Regions from separate parts of the Pan troglodytes genome. Here regions 1 and 3 are each linked to region 2. A link is a contact called in public Hi-C and HiChIP or PLAC-seq data. All regions are on one chromosome and are shown on one strand. The core of a region is the stretch at or near the end of the contact, and the rest is flanking DNA. Distances in the headings are between cores, read along the strand shown. Region 1 holds the start of AKIRIN1 (akirin 1). Region 2 holds the start of RRAGC (Ras related GTP binding C). Region 3 has its middle 25 kb from the start of MACF1.

What was found. A called contact is a pair of places that touch in the nucleus more often than the background predicts. HiChIP or PLAC-seq counts read pairs in DNA pulled down with a chosen protein or histone mark.
Region 1: an H3K4me3 HiChIP or PLAC-seq map of stem cell-derived excitatory neurons shows a contact between it and region 2, with 5 times the contacts expected there. The contact joins the promoter of AKIRIN1 here to the promoter of RRAGC in region 2. A contact is called at or near these places in 1 of 7 Hi-C or Micro-C datasets (stem cell-derived neural progenitor cells) and 1 of 1 datasets of contacts at active chromatin or transcription factors (stem cell-derived excitatory neurons).
Region 3: a Hi-C map of stem cell-derived neural progenitor cells shows a contact between it and region 2, with 5 times the contacts expected there. The contact joins the enhancer-like site here to the promoter of RRAGC in region 2. A contact is called at or near these places in 1 of 7 Hi-C or Micro-C datasets (stem cell-derived neural progenitor cells) and 1 of 1 datasets of contacts at active chromatin or transcription factors (stem cell-derived excitatory neurons).

Annotation. Positions count from the first base shown.
Region 1 is chr1:191,992,293-191,996,363 of NHGRI_mPanTro3-v2.0_pri, forward strand. It overlaps AKIRIN1 (akirin 1), which reads right to left and starts at 2,542. Exons shown (of 5, transcript XM_513337.5): 1 at 2,089-2,542. The coding sequence starts at 2,308.
Region 2 is chr1:192,131,638-192,135,786 of NHGRI_mPanTro3-v2.0_pri, forward strand. It overlaps RRAGC (Ras related GTP binding C), which reads left to right and starts at 1,417. Exons shown (of 7, transcript XM_513334.7): 1 at 1,417-1,780; 2 at 4,112-4,149. The coding sequence starts at 1,544.
Region 3 is chr1:191,890,806-191,894,634 of NHGRI_mPanTro3-v2.0_pri, forward strand. No RefSeq gene overlaps it. Among named protein-coding and RNA genes, the nearest start is that of MACF1, 25 kb to the left of the region's middle. Within about 2 kb of position 1,371, at least 10 of the 24 cell types and tissues checked have an H3K27ac peak or open chromatin away from gene starts, as enhancers often do. A contact at or near this core is called in stem cell-derived neural progenitor cells, where this site is marked.

The DNA of each region.
Region 1 (4,071 bases), core at 1,292-3,791, 140 kb before region 2:
CAGGTGTGAGCCACCACGCCTTGCCCACATTCTCTCTCTTTTTTTTTTTTTTTTGAGATGGAGTTTCGCTCTTGTGGCCCAGGCTGGAGCGCAATGGTGTGATCTCCGCTCACTGCAACCTCTGCCTCCCGGCTTCAAACGATTCTCCTGCCTCAGCTTCCCTAGTAGCTGGAATTACAAGTGCATGCCACCACCGCCCCCACAACAAAAATAACTTTTTTTTTTTTTTTTTAAGATGGAGTCTCGCTCTGTTGCCAGGCTGGAGTGCAGTGGCGCGATCTTGGCTCAATGCAACCTCGCCCGGCTATTTTTAGTAGAAACAGGGTTTTCACCATGTTGGCCAGGATGGTCTCGGTCTCTTGATCCACCCACCATGGCCTCCCGAAGTGCTGGGATTACAGGCATAAGCCACCTCGCCCAGCCCAAAAATCACTTACGAAGCAGCTACTGTAATGTGAACTACAACCAAATTAGTCTAGAGGATAGTAGTATTGAATAAAACATTTACATTAAACGCATCACTTTATACTTTTCAAAATACTTTTTGCAACTATCTTGAGGGTTCTTCAACAAAAGATAGCGCAAGTATGAACTCCAATTTGCAGAAGTGAGACCCAAAAAGATTATGGACTATCTTTAGGTATCTGCAGGAGCTAGGGAAGAACAAAACATCACTGCAAGTGGCCATCTATGGCGCCTGTCTTTGAGGGTTCTTTAAAATGGACTTTTGCAAACATTATCTCATCCTGTACATAAGGTTATACAACATTGAATGGCCGGGGAATTTAAGTAGAACAGCGTTTTTTATGGGCAGGTTAGTCAGCTAATGGATAAGAGACTTGAAATTACTCTTTTGGGATTAGCAAATAGAAGGGAAAAACATGATAAGGGCACAGAGCGGTGGGTCTGGGGGAAAGAGCAGAGGCACAGTTTGAAAAAAATGTGTAAGAGACTGACTAGGTAAGATATGGTCACAGTTCATAAGTCCTTTGAATTCTAGGATTAAAAAGGTGAACTCGAGTTAAGGATATGAAGTCTGGGACAGCTTTAGCTGGGTGTAGGAATCTTGGTGTGAGGATGAGGGCCTGCAATTTGCATTGTGGATCGATATGCAGAGGAAGGAGGAAATGAAACCTGAAGGCACTGCTACTGAAAAGGGGTGGAAAGGATGATTTTACGGTGAGCCTAAGGTTTTGCTTAAGCTTGAGGAATAGAAAAACACACAAAGAAACGACTTGCCCAAATCCATTATTGAGACGCCCCCCTCATTTCCGGAAGTCCTTTAAAATCGCAGAATATTAATGCTGAAGCACCCTCCCCTCTACTCCTGCGCTATGAGGTGTCTACTGTAACGCCAGTCCTTTTCCTTGGACAAAGTGGAACGCCTTACTGAAGGAGAGTCCCTGTTAAGGACAGTTACATTCTTAGTTCTGTAGAACCTCCGTATGTCGTAGGATTCTCAAATTCTAGCTAATGATCTACCGATTTCAAGCCATATATGGTACGAGGCAATAGCCATATAATAAAAGAACGTGGCCAGTCCCTTAGAAATGATCAGGTTGAAATCGGATTCCGTGACTCTTGCGGCGGCCTCTGGGTTCCTAAAGACTTCTGGAAATCATGTCTCCCTACAGCGCTAAACAGCACGCACTCGCGCCCCTTCCCGGTAACCCGCCCCCATCCCACCCCCGCCCTCCAGGCCAGGTTCGTGAGTAGAATCCAATTTTCCATGGCCCACTGGATCTGCAGGGTGGCTCGGTGCAGACCCGGCCAGCGGAGGAAGGAGGGGCTTCAGCGACAGGGAGGGCCCGGAGCTGCCAGAGGTATTCCCATCTTCCTCTTGGTGTCCACCCCTCCAGGCTCTCCTCCCCCAGGAAAACCTAAAACCGACCCTGTGGCCCCATTACCCCTCCCGGATGCCTCCCATCCCCGGAAGCAACCAGGCCCAGCGGCATCCCAGTTCCCTTTTCTCAAGGCAAAGAAGGGGTCCCTGGGTAAACTGGCCTGGTATTCCCAACCCTCCCCCACCCCCCCCCCCAAAAATGCCTGGGCCTGGCTTCCTGCCAAGCCCAGAGCAGGGCAGGTTACCCGGAGTTGGAAGGCGCCGCTCGCTGCCGGGCGGGGCGGGCTGCTGCAGACTCTGCGGTGGGGTCTGCGTCTGAAACGGCGGCGGCGGCTCGGCGTCCGGGGGCCTGAGGCCCGGAGTGGGGCCGGGCAGAGGGGCGCAGCGCCGCCGCTTCGGGGAGCCGGGGCTCAGCAGCGCCGCCTCGAACTCCATGGGCCGCTTCAGCGTCGCCCCGCACGCCATGCCGCTGAGGGGCCAGGGACCGGGAGCGGACGCGGCGGTAACTGCGGCCCAAGAGACTCCTCAGCCGGGCTCGCCAGCCAAGCCGGCTCCAATGGCGCCTCCAGCACCCGGCAGCGGCGCTGGCCCCGCCTTCTGTGACGTCACGGGCGCACACCATCGCCCGGCAGAGGGGGGCAGGCCGGAAGAGGGTGGCTCTGCGAGGCTGGTCAGCGCCGGCCCGGCCCGGGGCGCCCCCTGCTGAAGAAATGGAACGGTCTGGGCGGAGAGCGTGGTCACCAAGCAACACCGGGAAGGCCCCCACCCCCACCCCCGCCCCTCCCAGGGTCCCATCCCCCCCCGCTTTGGGGCTGTCGCGCCCGGGTGGCCCCTAAGGTTTTCGCACCTGCGCTGCGCGGGCGTGGGGGAGGGGAGAGCTTGAAGGGGCCTGGTGAGGGGCCATGGGGGTCCGGTGACTCCAAAAACCTCCTTCTAGGCCGCTCTTGTCCCCATGATAAAAGGGTGATTGTTAAAGGTCATCAAGGGCATTCCGCTGAGCCCTGGGAAGTCTGCACTTAAACAGAAGCGAGTACTGGAGGATGGGCTTTAGCAAGTCCATGAACCCCATGAAATTATTTGCAGATTTGTGGGGTGGGAGCGAGGGTGGGGGTGTTTGTGGGAGTATTTTTGAGATAGCTGACCCATACCTTAAGCAGCTCATCAAAGGGATATGTTACTTTAAAAAGTTGAGAACCTACCAAAAGCACCCACTGGCTTAAACCGTCTAAGAATGGCTTCAGAGTGTTAAGAACTTCAGCTGGTAGCTGATTTGCCATTCTTCCCATCTGACTTGGCAGCTCAGGTTCTTCCTCATCTTTCTGAACTCTTTACAGCAATACCAGCTGTAAAGTGCTTTTGATATTGTGGAAAAATAAATAGATAACAGGGGGGTTCTGCTTTCTGAAACTCTGCGCGTCTGTATTTTTCTGGGGAGCAGTTCCGGTGTTTTCAACATATCATCAAAGGAATCTGATCCAAAGAAAGGATAAAGCCTTTCTGTACCTTCTCATATATACTGAATAATGACCATGACTCCTGGGATTTGTCTTCAACATATCTCCAGGATTTTTCAGGACAGTCCGAATTACAGATATTCACTTCTATTAGCCCATATGCTACATCATTGTGCCACAATATTTGAGTTGGAGAATATGGGCATACTACCCCAGTCCCCATTCATTGTTCTTTTTCTATTGCTTTTCTCTGGATCCTCTTCAGTTACTACAAATTCTTTTTTTTTTTTTTCCTGCTCCTTGTGGAACAGGGCTACCCCATAGGCATGCAGTATGCCCGGAGTAACCTCTACAAATTCTTTAAATATCATAACATAAGACATGTATCTTTGCATTTATCTTTGTAAAATTGCAGAAATAATTCTAAAATCAGCATACCAAATGTTAATTTTATCTCCTCTCTTGTCCATAAGAGCATAAAGGGTCTTTACAATAGGCTAGAAAACTAGAAATAGAAAATTAGGGCCAGAGAAAAAGGAGATCACAATTATCATGGGGTTAAACAAGACTGTAACTGAATTTGAAATGTAGTTATCGGCTGGGTGCGGTGGCTCACGCCTGTAATCCCAGCACTTTGGAGGCCGAGGCAGGTGGATCACTTGAAGCTAGGAGTTCAAGACCAGCTTGGCCAACATGGTAAAACGCTGTCTCTACTAAAAATACGAAAACTAGCCAGGCGTGGTGATGCACACTTGTAATCCCAGCCACTGGAGA
Region 2 (4,149 bases), core at 167-2,666:
TTAGCCAGGATGGTCTCGATCTCCTGACCTCATGATCCGCCCGCCTCCGCCTCCCAAAGTGCTGGGATTACAAGCGTGAGCCACCGCGCGGCCGGATTTAACAATTTTTAAACAAAGGTTTACCACAGTGGAGTTGGCTGCCTTTCGAGATGGTGAGCTCTTTTACCTTCGAACTATTTAAGTGCATTCTGCACGTCTATTAGACACTATAGAGTTGGTTCGTTTTAGGTGAGAGGTTGGGCTAGATGACCTCTAAGGGTGTATCCTACCTCTAACTTCTGGGTTCAGACAAAACCAAAGTCCCAGACCTGCCCGCATGTGCGAATTTTTCCTTCATAATCAAGAAGTCAGTCTCCTTGGAGGGCTGGGAGCACCCCCACTCCTGTACTTTAAAAAGTGTATAGGGCTGTGCTTTTAAGAGGATCCTCTTCTCAAACTTCCAGTTCTAGAGCCTGATTGTCAAAGATAAAAATTCCTCTAGATTTCTCGGACATATTTGGTGACAAGCATTTGCTTTTGTTTGCTTTCATTATTCAATACTTTGGTCTCTAATCTGAACGAGGTCATAGAAGAGGCAGTGTTCTATGGGGGATGGAATTCCTAGAGTAGACTTTGACAAGGCGGGAAGGAGGGCAAATTGAGTCCCGTTGGGTTTGAAGTGGCAGCAGTATCCACTATCGGCGACTTACTGAAGAAAGAAGATAAGATGTTCTAGCTTGGCTGCATCTGCTTTCCCATCAGAGTCCAGCTACCTGCTAGAACAAACTATCACGGTGACCCATGACTCTGCCTTGGTTGAGGTTTGCCCTCAGTGTGGCTGGCTCCCCCATACCTTTGCACATCCCAATCTATCCATCCACCTAGATCTGCTCAGACGCTTTCTCATTCAACTCCCGAGCATTATTTATCCGTGACCTTCCCACATAATATTTCGTAGCGAGGTTACTTACGCAGAGGTCCGATCTCTCTGTTCATCTTCAAGCAACCTGAAGGCAGGCAGGGTCTGAGTCGGATCCAGTTCTGTGCCCCTTGGTAGGCACCCAGGACACTGCAGGCATCAATAAATATCGGTTGGGCAAGTACAGTTGCAGGATGAGGACAATCAATTCTTCCTCAAATGCCGGGAGAGCATCTCCATAGCGGTGCTCTGGGAGCCCGGAAGAAGGCAGGGGAGCGGTGCAGACAGCGTTGTATGCGGGCCGGGGCGGAGGGCTGAGGGCCCGAGCCCGGGCTAGAGGCGCGGCCGGGCCGCCCTCCTCGTGACTCCTCCTCCCCCCTCCGCGGCTCTGAGTCAGGTGATTCCGGCACGTGACGGGACACCACCTACCCTGCTGCTCTCGAGTAGCAGCTCGGGCGGCCAATAAACGGCTGGGCTTCGGCTCGGGGCCTATGAGAGCCGGGCTCTGGGGGGCGGGCCGGACTGTGGCGGCTGCCGGGGGCGGTGGCGGTGGTGGCGGCGGCGGCGGAGGCGGACTGGGGAGGCGGCGGCCTGGCTCGGCCTGGCCTGGCCTGTCAGGGCGCGGGCGGCGGCGGCTCCAGCACCATGTCCCTGCAGTACGGGGCGGAGGAGACGCCCCTCGCCGGCAGTTACGGCGCGGCCGATTCGTTTCCAAAGGACTTCGGCTACGGCGTGGAGGAGGAGGAAGAGGAGGCGGCGGCGGCGGGCGGCGGGGTTGGGGCAGGGGCAGGCGGTGGCTGTGGTCCGGGGGGCGCTGACAGCTCCAAGCCGAGGATTCTGCTCATGGGACTCCGGCGCAGCGGCAAGTCCTCCATCCAGAAGGTGAGCAGGGCTGCGCCCGGTCCCCCGCCCCCTCCCCGGGGCTCAGGTGGCCGGTAGCGGGGACGCCCGGGAGGGCGGCGGCCGGGGCCCGCCTGCGCTCCGTCCCTCCGCACTTTCTCTTCCACTCTTGCGAGCGCACAGGCGCGGCCCGCGCGGGGACCCCGACCTCTGTGTCCACGCCCAAGTCAGCTGAGGCCAAGTGGAGCGCTGAAGGCGAAACTGGTTGCAGGGAGGCAGGTGCCCGGTGGCACCGCCCAAGACCTCCGCCCCCTGGGACCCAGCTCCTGTGTCATTTACGAAACTGAGACGTACTCTCCAGTTCTCACTTGGAGAACTTCGTTGACTCCCTCCCCTGGCCCGTTTTGATTTGTTCTCACTTCAGGTGACCTGAGTGTGTCGGGATTCCCAGCAGAGCCCCAGGGAGCAGCGTCAGGAAGAGTTGTGACTAAGACACTGGGCGTTGTAATTCTCGCTACTGATGTGAAGGAGACTTCGCTGTAGCATTACTGGGAATTGGGTAGTGAGATTGCACCCATTTCAGTAGTTGTGGCCTGGTGAATGTAATTACTGGTGCTGTTCCCCCTGTAGGGGTGTGTTTTTAAAAATCTGAGACTTTGAGAATATTTTGCAGACCTAGTCTGTTTGTTTTCACTTTTGGGCCTTCATGAACAAATGGAGGGCTGTACACGTTTGTTTGTTTATGTTTTTGAGACGGAGTCTCTCGCTCTGTCACCCAGGCTGGAGAATGCAGTGGTGCAATCTCGGCTCACTGCAACCTCCACCTCCCTGGTTCAAGCAATTCTCCCGCCTCAGCCTCCCGAATAGCTGGGATTACAGGCGCGCGCCACCACGCCCGGCTAATTATTGTATTTTTAGTAGAGACGGGGTTTCACCATGTTGGCCAGGGTCATCTCGAACTGCTGACCTTAAGTGATCGTCCGCCTGGGCCTCCCAAAGTGCTGGGATTACAGGCGTGAGTCACCACGCTGGCCTACACTGTTTAGTAAGGGTTAAATAGAGGCAAGGTTGACTTCCTCCATCAGCCAAACCCATTATACGCGGAGTGAGCTGGTAATAAAACTAGTATCAGCAGGCACCTGGTCTTTTCACCTCTCCACTCTGTTGCAAAGGCCTATCCAAAATAAATCTTGATTTTTTTTTTCTTTCTGGATCTGTGATATTTTGTAGATGGGATCTTTTTAAAAAGCAGCGTTCTTCCAGATTTGCTGGAGTACTGTGTTTTATTTACCTTGATTTTCACCTCTACAGCAAAACTTGGGTACGTTGAGTGTAGGTTTTTAGTAAACTAATTTCAGTTATTCACATTTGTTACTGAGAAAACCTTGAGAGTAATTGTTCACTTTTCTCTTCTAGAAAGTAAGAGGCAAAGTAGTTTTATGTTAGAACTGTGTAGGTTGTGATTATTGTGATCCTTTTTTTTTTTTTTTTTTTGTTAATGGAGTCTTGCTCATCGCCCAGACTGGAGGGCAGTGGTGTGATCTTCACTCACTGCAGCCTCCACCTCCTGGGTTCAAGTGATTCTCCTGCCTCAGCTTCCCAAGTAGCTGGGACTACAGGCGTGCACCACCACGCCCGACTAATTTTGGTATTTTTAGTGGGGATGGGGTTTCACCATATTGGTCAGGCTGGTCTCGAACTCCTGACCTCAAGTGATCCGCCCGCCTCGGCCACCTAAAGTGCTGGGATTGAAGGCGTGAGCCACCGCACCCGGGCCGATTATTGTGACTCTTAACAATTGCCTTTACGTTTCTTTTCTCATGAGAGCTATCTTTTCCCTGTCAGTCCCCGTGGCCTCCCCCTGGACGTTTTCACTTTCTACTTGGTATAGTCACTGCCCTTCTTAGACTGCAAAGTCAATGAGGGCAGAGTCCAGTCTGTTTCACTTTTTAAATTACTCCTCAGAGCCTGAGGTAGGCATTCAAGTAATTTTTGAATAAACCAGACTTCTTAAGCTTTAGCTGTAAGACTTTTATAATCTTAAAGCAGATTTTGATAGAATTAATGTTAGCTTTCCCCCAGAAAAACTAATGGAGGTGATAGAGATTGCTACTATTAGTACTGAGTATGGTGCATAGAACATAGGAGAAAAGATTTAGCTCCAAAATAGATTTAATGGAAATTAATTTGGTGTCTTCTTTTGTCAAAAATAAAGGGATAGTGAATACCAATGGATTCACCATTCAGTTTCTACTTTTCAAAAAAATTTTTTTTTGTTGTGGGATCAAATGTTTAAATGTTAAACCAGGGTGGAATTTTAAATTTAAATTCTGAAGTTTAATAGTCATAAAATTGCCTGTTTTCTTTTAACAGGTGGTGTTTCATAAGATGTCACCCAACGAGACCCTCTT
Region 3 (3,829 bases), core at 121-2,620, 240 kb before region 2:
AGCCTAGAGGCAGCAAGGGGCAGAGACAGCCTCCGGGGTCATTGGCAGATCCCCACCATAGGCCCAGAATTCAAAGAGATAACAAAAGAAACATAAAAATGGTGTAGGAGGCCTGTAGGCAGCCTCGGGCAGCAGAGCCTCCCTGCCAGGGCACCCCTTGTGCCAGCAGCATGTGATCCCTCTTCCCAAAGAACATCTAGAAGGGATCTAGCCACAGGAAGCAGAAAGGAAAGGACCCAGGTCCTGGCACAGCTTTGCCCTTTATCTTAGCACTTACCCCTCCTCCCATTACCTTCTAGTGCCAGGGCAGGTGCTGAAGTGACAGCCTCAACCTCTGGGAAACTTAGGCCAAGCTTCCATCCCTACCCTCAGCTCGGGGGCAGGAAAAATGCCCCTCCTCTCAGACCACCTGCTTCATCCCAGAACCGCCCATTCCTCTCCAAGACGCCCATTTCACTACAAAGGCCGGCTCTCCCAAGGCCTCCTCCCGGAGAAAGCGTCCCTTCTGGGCTCTACCCCGTCAATCTCCGGCCCCTCACAAACACTTGTTTGACCTCCGGGCTCCCGCCCGACCCTCGGCCACCTGGGTCATTCCATCAATCCCCGAGATTCACAGGAGTGCCCGCCCAAGCCCCAGCCCACCCCCCTAGGCCGCAGGCCGGTCGGCGACAGGCACCTCACCAGGTGCTCTCACCCCCTGCAACCCTCCCCACCTGGCCCCCACCCGTTTCCCCACGGTGGAGGAGGGGCGCGCCCGCGAGCCTGGGGCGGCGCGGGTGGGTCCGCGCGCCCGCCAAGCGTGGCTGACAAAGAGCGGGGACGCGCGACCGAGGACCGACAGGGCGCTGGGGCCAGCGGCCGAGCCCTGGGGCCGGGAAGCGACCTTCCCCGCCCAGCCCTGCCCGCTCCCTAAGGTCCGGCGCCCGGCCCCTGCAGGGCTCCGTGTCCCATTTTCCCGGGGAACACGCCTCCCTTCCACCCTGGCAGCGCCCGCAGAGGGGAAACCCCATCTCCGCGTCTTCGCCGCTCCCCGGCGCCGGCCGCGGGGGCTGCAGGTGCGAGGCCCGCACTGCCGCTGTGCCCGCGCCTGTCAAGCCGCCTGTCCGCGGCCGCCGGCTGCCGGGAGCTGGGGCGCGGCCGCCGGGGGCGATCAATCACCGCTCCCCAGCCGCCGCTGCGCATCCCGCGCAGCGGGCAGGGCGCCTGCATCCAACCCCGCGCCCCGCGCCTTACCCTGGGAGCCGAAGGAGGAAGAAGACGGGCCCGTGGCGGCAGCGAAGGCGGCGGCGGCCGGGCGCGCCCCAGGCTGGAGCGCAGTCGAGGGGAGCGTGGCGGAGCCGAGGGGAGCGGCTCCCACAATGGCCGAGCTCGCGGCGCCGAGCCCCCCGCCCCCCGCGCCCTAGCGGCAGCGGCTGAAGCAGAACCGGCGCAGCCGCCCAACCCGCTCCCCCACTCCCAGCGCCGACGCCGCCCCCCGCCCCCCGATGCGCGCTCCCCCCGCCCTGCACCCCACCCCTGCGCTTCCGCCCGCCCCGCGCGCCCCTGCCAGTCCGTCGCCCGGCGCCCCCTCCTCACTGACCCCGCGTCCTCTGGCCGCCCCCAGGCCCTCCCTCGGTCCCTCCCCTCTGCAGCTCCTCCCTAGTGGCCTCCGGTGTCCCCCGCAGGCCAACCACACCCCCAAATTCTCCGCCCTCTGCTCCGCGACCTCTCCGCCCCGGCCCCGCGGCCGCTAGCTGACCCTGGGCCAGCTCAGCCGACCCGCCCCCTTGGAGCTCCTCACCGCCCCCCAGTCGCTCTCTCAGGCTGCCGGGCTGTCCTTCCCGGCCCCTGGTTCTCAAACCACCCTTTTCCATGCCCACCCCTCTTTCGCCCGTTTCCCTTAAACCCACATTCCGTCCCCGCCCTTGGCGCTCTTGCTCCAGCTCTCGGAGAGCGTCCTGCAGATCCTGCGGGTCCTATAGGCCCACCTATCTGCTGGGCTTCTGGAACTGAATGAAGGAGGGACCCAAAGAAGGCCTCATCTTCCCCGCAGGGTAAAGAGCAGAAAAGAACCAGGCCCCAACGAGGGAACTCAGTCTCTTTAGACAGCGCTAGCCCCAAGTGGAGCCTTGGGAGATGCTTTATCCACCGAGGAAGCATTTATTGAGCTCCTTCTGCACACACGACCTAATGATGCACAAAACGAGGCAGGAGTCCCTTCTATCCTCTCCTAGGACAGATACGTGAATGTTTCCAGAGAAGTAATGTGTCTAAAGTCATTCCACTTAGTAACCTGCGTAGCAACAGCTACCATATGGGCGTGTCTCCTGGTGACTGTGCAAGGCGCTTTACCTGGATCATGCCAAATCCAGTCCTCACAACCCTGTTCATTCATTCATTCATTCATTCATTCATTCAACAAATACGTGCTGAACATCTACCCGGTGTCAGGCCCCATGCAGGGTACTGAAGATACAGTGTGAGCAAGATGCATTTCATCCCTGCCTGTTGACCATGGGCTCACAGCCCAGCAGGAAAGATGGATGCATCCCATGAGGCAGCATTATGATCTCTAATGTATAGATGTAGAACTGAGATGATATACTCAAAGTCATGTAGGGAGAAAGCGGATGGTCCCAGGACTGGACCCCTGTCTTCAGATTCACATTCTGTTCTTTTTCACCATAATGATTGCGAGAAAAAAAAAAATGTGTTGGAGCAATTTACAAAGGCCCTTGAGCTAAGGAATTTGGCTTAAATTGGCTGGGCATGGTGGCTCACACCTGTAATCCCAGCACTTTGGAAGGCCGAGGCTGGCGGATCACCTGAGGTCGGGAGTTCGAGATCAGCCTGACCAACATGGAGAAACCCTGTCTCTACTAAAAATACAAAAAAATTAGCCAGGCGTTGTGGCGCATGCCTGTAATCCCAGCTAGTCAGGAGGCTGAGGCAGGAGAATCACTTGAACCCGGGAGGCGAATGTTGTGATGAGCCGAGATTGTGCCATTGCACTCCAGCCTGGGCAACAAGAGTGAAAATTCCATCAAGAAAGAGAGGAAGGAAGGAAGGAAGGAAGGAAGGAAGGAAGGAAGGAAGGAAGGAAGGAAGGAAGGAAGGGAGGGAAAGAAATTTGACCTAAATTTAATTATTATAAGCAGCCAAGAAAGGTGTCAAAGTAACAGCAAAAGTAACCCAAGGACAGGTACCAGATGGGTGTGGATGGTTACGCTAGGAGGCTACTGTACTAGTCCCAGCCAAAGGTAATGAGGCTGTCAACTGGAGCAGGGATGATAGAGATGGGAAGGGATGTTTTCCACCCACTGAAACTTGCTAAGTTTCTGTGTTTGCAGGCACTGTTTCATATTAAGGGCAAGCAACCACCATTTACTAAACTCCTACTAAGTGCTAGGCAATGTCCTGGGCGTTTTGCGTATATTATCTCATTAAGTCTTCCCAAAAACCCTGTACAGTAGTTACCTTTATTATTCTCATTTTACAAATAAGGAAACAGAGACTTCAAGAGGTTAAATGACTTGCTGAAGCCCACAAAGCAAACTAGTGTTGGAGCTGGGGTTCTCATCCAAGCCTGTCTCCAAATCTCATGCTTTAACCACTGCTCTCTACTGTCTGAAGCCAAGGCAAAGAATCTAGGTCCTATGACTCGCCAAGGGTTCTTTTCCTTAGACCACAGGTACCTCTGGGGCTTCCGGAGAAAGATCAGGAGACCACAATTGTAACCTGCCTAAGTGCAGGTCCCTCTGTGGGATATCTTCTCCACAGAAGCCTGCAGAGGCCTCAGCACCAGAGAATTCTACAGCCTCATTCTAAAGTCCCTATGGGACAATAGAAT